Regions from separate parts of the Oryctolagus cuniculus genome. Here region 2 is linked to region 1. A link is a contact called in public Hi-C data. All regions are on one chromosome and are shown on one strand. Each heading gives the region's core, a stretch centred on a gene start, on an enhancer-like site or on the middle of the called end of the contact. The rest is flanking DNA. Distances are from core to core; before and after follow the strand shown.

Region 1 (2,948 bases), core at 35-2,534:
AAGCCTGCTATGGCAACTCATCCGGTGATTTTTTTTTTCTTTATTGGGTTTTGGTGGAGAAACACAGTCAAAAACCAGCTCTCCTCTATGCTTTCATAGAGAAAACCGGAAACAAAGTAACCAAGAGGTTGTGGGTGTGAAACCCAAAACACCTAAAGGAAAGTTGCTGGTTGGCTTCCCCTGCAGCTCCACCCTCTCAATTCAGATGTGGAAGTCCCAGACCCTGAAATCTCTGAAGAAGACCTGATTTGGAGACAGGGTCTTTGTAGAAATGCCTAAGTAAATGTGAGGTCAGGAAGGCGGGCTCTAATCCGCTATGGTGTCTTTATGAACTTTGGACGCAGACAGGTGCAGAAGACAATGTAAAGACACAGCCGGGAGACGGCTGCCTGTAAGCCAAGCAGAGGCAGGCTGGAAAGAGAAGTTTTCTTTCAGCTCATGGTAGGAGGTTACAGGATCAGCTGTCCGACACAGGCTGGTTAAGCAGGCTGATGATGCCCTGGCACCATCTTTTCCTTCACACTTTCCCAGAGGCAGCCAACCCAACCTCGATACTGGACTTCAGCCTCTAGATGTGAGATAATCCATTTCTGCTGTTGAAACCACTCGGGCTGTGACATTTTGTTTTGGAAGCCATAGCAAACTAGCAGAGAAGGTGAGAAAATTAACTCAGTCATCTGTGTATTCCCATATAACTTCAGGTTTGTTTTTTTTTTTTTAAAGATTTATTTTATTTGTTTGAAAGAGTTACAGAGAGGGGTAGAGGCAGAGAGACAGAGAGAGAAGTCTTCCATTCTGCTGGTTCACTCCCCAAATGACCACAATGGCCAGAGCTGAGCTGATCCAAAGCCAGGAGCTTCTTCTGGGTCTCCCAAACAGGTGCAGGGGCCCAAGGACTTGGACCATCTTCCACTGCTTTCCCAGGCCATAGCAGAGAGCTGGATCAGAAGAGGAGCAGCCAGAGCTTGAACCGGTATCCCCCATGGGATGCTGGCGCCACAGGATGAGGCTTTAACCCACTGTGCCACAGCGCCAGCCCCAACTCCTATTATTTTGAAGAGCTCACCTCCTGTATTGGTCTGCCTGTTTTTGCTTTAACAGAAATACCCAAGAAGAGCTTCTTTGGGAAAGAGAAGTTTTATTTCAGCTCACGGTGGGAGGTTACAGGATCAGCTGTCCAATGCAGGCTGGTTAGGTGGGCGTGGAGGCATGACCACAGGGTGACTCAGGCAGCAGGGAGACAGAAAGAACCTAGGCGGAACTTGAACACACATAATCCAACCGCTTGCAAGAGGGCACGCTCCCCACTGACGTAAACACCTCCCATGGGCTCCACCCCTCAGACGCCATCATTGCATCAAGTCTCCACCCTTAATCCACCAACCATTAACATGAAGGTATCTGAGTTTAAACAGATCCTACTCAGCTGGTGACACCTTCCCAGGCAGAGAAATGGGGTATTTTGAGGGGGAATTCCTCACGGGCACCCAGGGAGGCTCCGCCTGACCTAACTACTGAGTCCTCGGTAAACCACCGCATGGCACTGAAGTCTGTGGAGCAGCATCACCACGCATAAACCGTGCCGAACACGGAAATAGCCGTCTTCTATTTGATTGCACATGTCAGGATCCTTTCCTGCCCACAAACTGAACGCTTCCTGTGTCTCTCTTGCAAACCCTTAACAGTTAAACTCTGTGGACCTGCGAACTTAATCCCAGAGGTTTTGATGCACCTGTCTGTCACCCTGACGGAAGGCTCAGGTGAGAGCTTCTTGCTCATGCACTTGAAAGGAGAGGCCTCACCAATAAACGCTCTTGAAAGACTTGCTTGATCAGTCTTTTCATCAATGCAGCTGTTTCCCCCAGGGAGCGCTTGAGCCCATGCTAATGCTTTGCTGGATGCCAAGGGCATTGAGTTGATCCTATGTGGTGTTCAAGTAACCTCAAAGAAGCTAAAGTCACTTGTCATCGGGAGAACACATAAGCACCAATGATAGATTTGGTTTAGTAGGTAAGAACCATTGGTCCGACTCTTTGTTCTTGCATTCTTTTTTTTAAAATTATACATTCATGTTCTCTTCTTTTTTTTTAAGATTTATTTATTTATTCGAAAGTTACAATTGCAAAGAGAGAGAAGGAGAGGCAGAGAGACAGAGGTCTTCCATCTGCTGGTTCACTCCCCAGTTGGCTGCAATGGCTGATGCTGTGCCGATTCGACACCAGGAGCCAGGAGCTTCTTCTGGGTCTCCCACATGAGTGCAGGGGCCCAAGGACTTGGGCCATCTTCTACTGCTTTCCCAGGCCATAGCAGAGAGCTGGATGGGAAGCAGAGCAGCCAAATCTCGAACCGTCGCTCATATGGGATGCCAACACTACAGGCGGCAGCTTTACTGGCTATGCCACAGCGCCGGCCCCTGCTCTTGTATTCTGCTTGGTAAGTAGACAGGTCAAAGTCAAATCAAGTCTCAATCTCACTGAAAAAGTGGCAGAGTGCTTTTATTTTTGATTTCTCTAATGTGGACAAAATTCAAATAAATCTCAAAATGGACAGGAAGGTAGTAGAGAAGTAGAGCAAAGAAATACATTTTTAAAAAAGATTTATTTAGAGCCGGCGCCGTGGCTCAATAGGCTAATCCTCCACCTTGCGGCGCCGGCACACCGGGTTCTAGTCCCGGTTGGGGCGCCGGATTCTGTCCCGGTTGCCCCTCTTCCAGGCCAGCTCTCTGCTATGGCCAGGGAGTGCAGTGGAGGATGGCCCAGGTGCTTGGGCCCTGCACCCCATGGGAGACCAGGAAAAGCACCTGGCTCCTGGCTCCTGCCAGGATCAGCGCGGTGCGCCGGCTGCAGCGGCGGCCATTGGAGGGTGAACCAACGGCAAAGGAAGACCTTTCTCTCTCTCTCTCTCTCTCTCTCACTGTCCACTCTGCCTGTAAAAAAAAAAAAAAAAAA
Region 2 (2,935 bases), core at 296-2,795, 76 kb after region 1:
ACCTATGCAAAACAGCATTTGTTTTTTAGGGGCAGAAGCCAGGTTTCAGGAAACGGACCAAACAATAAGGTTTGGAAATCCCCCCCTTCTGAGTGGGGCTTTCTGCACCCGGAGCAGGGACCAGCTGCCCTTCAGATAAGAGAGCGCCTCCACAAGGATGCAGAAGGCCCAGAAGTCCACTTGCTCTTGGGGGCCAGGGATATGGCTGTGGCCTCTCTCGCTTAAAGCCTCTCTTTCTGGAAGCCGGGGATGGACTCCCCGGGTAACCAGAGGGGACATGCGTGGCCTCGCCCTGGCCGGGCTCGGGTTAGCCAGGTGAGCTACTGGTTGAGAATGCTTCTCTTAGAGGAGTTTACACAAGTGTGTATACCAAGTTTCCAAAAGGCAGAACCGATGGCAACTGGAGACTCCGTGGCCTAGGTGGGATTTCCACCAATCAGTGAAGCGACCCCAAGCATTGCATTTGGAATTTGTGTATTATAGCACACCCAGTTCTTTATTTTTAGTGCTGCAAGAAATGTGTCCCATTAGATTTTTTCCCCCTAGTTTGTAAAAAACCATACTAGACTACTTTCCTGATTTCAGCTGTAGACACTGTTCACAGTCTTTCTGAATTCTCACAGAGGTATCGAGGGTGACTTCTTCATTGGTTTCCCTCTAAAAACTACCTGGGAATGAAAAAACAGTAAACACCTGTTTTGTTGCATTCATGTGGATTTCAACAGAGGAGACATGCAGGCATCAGTGTCTGTTGGAGGTAGGGAAATATGACCGTGGTGAAAGTGAGTTCTGACCTTGAACATAATCAATAGGCTGCTTCCTCCTTCGTCAGGCAGAACAGAATCTCACGTCCTTCTTTTTCTTCAGCAAAGGCACTTACCTAATGATATTAAAATTTTAATTGATTATGCTCCATGTTCTGAAAATCGCAGCAAACCCGTTCAAACTCAGCCCAGTCGCCCGCCTGCCGCCATTGGACATGGACGCGGCAGCTATTAACAAATGCTGCCACCTGCAGGAGAGCGTGGGAACGCCCGCCCTTCTCACCTGCCTTTTCTGCCTCCAACTTCGATTTCTCCACTGCTTTCTTCCGTGTGCTCTTCTCTATACATCTCAGGAGACCAGAAGGCCGACTCGCTTGAATTTCTTGATTTTGTTTTAGAAGGCAGAAGGGAAATCCATATTCTGGAGAAAAATAATCACCCTTTATAATGAATCACCATATTGTCTAAGGCCTATTTATGGGATATGAAGAGTGAGAGAGGAGCCTGGAGAGAATGATTATCTAGACACAGTGTCTGAGTTAGTCATGCCAACACGTCACATGTTTAGTTAGTTGTCTGACCTCTTATGTCAGAGTGTGAGACGATACTGTTCCTCATTGTAAAATGTCACTTAACATGACTTGAGCCAAGCCTCTGCTTGGGCTTAGCAAGTCGGTGGGGAGCAGCTCACCTGATCTTGACTTAGTGTTGTTAGAAAGTGGGGCCTTCAAAGGCATTGACAGGTGTTCAGAACCTAGTGTTGGCTCTGGGTCTATATGTTGTAGAAAAATGTGGAGGAAGTGGATTCCTTCTCCTACAAGACAGTGCTCTGCATGTGTGCAGACTCTGCTCCAAGCTCCCACGGTTTTGCCCTTTAGACTGAAGAACATCTGCTTCCTTAGCTTCACCTTGTAGATGTGATCCCTACCCCTTCAACCACTGAGCGCCCCACATTGCTAAATGTACAGCTCTTTGTTGAACTTTCTGTTAGCTCCATGTTGTTCTGCAGTGTCCTTTGCAGACCCATTGTAGGCCTTACAGGATTCCATGGAAACTATGCCCTAGTTATATGTGCAAAAAGCACACTTCAAACTACTGCAGTGCTCTGAGACTGCTAATAAAAACATGGTGGGAGGCAGGCATTGAGGCACACAGGTTAAGCCCCGCGTGGGACGCCCTCTTTCACATTGGATTGCCTCCACCTCTGCTTCCCACCCAGCCTTCTGCTTCTGAGGTCAGGAGGCAGCAGATGATGGCCTAAGTAATCAGGCCCCTGACATCCATGTGTGAGACCTGGGATGAGTTTTTGGATCCCATATTTGGTCTGGCCCAGCCCTGGCTGTTATGGGCATTTGGGAAGTGAAGCAGTGACCAGGATCTCTGTGTGTCTGTTTCTGTCGCTCTCTAGAAGAAAGAATTTCAAGAATCCACACTCATGAGGGGGCACGGCTCTGGGGCGCTGGATCTTCTTGACTCCGGATCTTTCCTAAAAGGTCTTCAAAAAGTCTGTTTTCAAAGAGCTCACCCCTGGTAGGTGAGAATCACCCACTGGGTCTACCACAGCCCTGGGTCAGGGCAATAAGCACTGCCCGGGGTAAAATGGAAGTCTCAGTGCACCCACAGCAACGATGAGGCTGTGCTCACAAAACATGTTGATTGAGTGTAATTTATGATCAGATTAAAACTCCCTCTCAGGGAAAATAATCTATGTTTGAATCCTGGTTCTATGCTATCTGACTTCTGGTTGCTCTGTTATTGGGGGTGAACTCAGACCAACCTTTCTGCCAGAGCGTCTAATTATGCATAATAACCAGCACCCTTTGTTCTTCGGTGTCACTTTCATCCAAAGCTCAAAGTGCTCTTCAAGCATCATTAACCCATTAAACCTTGCAAAACTCCTGGGAGGCAGATTGGTAGCCAGGTGATTAACCCATTTTCCAGACAGGGCTATAGAGGTGCAGAGGATTTCGGCAACTTCCCTAAGGTTGCATGAATCAGAGTTGGGTCCAGAGAACAGAGCCTCTTCATGTTCCACCCCCAGTCTGGCTCTCCAGACTTTCCCTCTGTCTGTGAGTGAAACCTTGTAACATTGCCATCTTGAGAATTGTTTCTACCCACTTTCTGAAAATCAGTATGGGGCAACATTTTGCGTTAAAGCCAAAAATATATTT

Evidence for each region. Hi-C and Micro-C count contacts between places; a contact is called where the count stands out from the background.
Region 2: a contact with region 1 is called in a Hi-C map of an unstated tissue, with 5 times the contacts expected there. The contact joins two enhancer-like sites. A contact is called at or near these places in 3 of 6 Hi-C or Micro-C datasets (ear pinna, psoas muscle and an unstated tissue).

Annotation. Positions count from the first base shown.
Region 1 is chr6:86,424,022-86,426,969 of mOryCun1.1, forward strand. It overlaps LOC127490573 (a long non-coding RNA gene), which reads left to right. Exons shown (of 3, transcript XR_011389108.1): 2 at 2,093-2,433. Among named protein-coding and RNA genes, the nearest start is that of CLVS1, 300 kb to the right of the region's middle. Within about 2 kb of position 1,285, at least 1 of the 8 cell types and tissues checked has an H3K27ac peak or open chromatin away from gene starts, as enhancers often do.
Region 2 is chr6:86,500,211-86,503,145 of mOryCun1.1, forward strand. No RefSeq gene overlaps it. Among named protein-coding and RNA genes, the nearest start is that of CLVS1, 220 kb to the right of the region's middle. Within about 2 kb of position 1,546, at least 1 of the 8 cell types and tissues checked has an H3K27ac peak or open chromatin away from gene starts, as enhancers often do.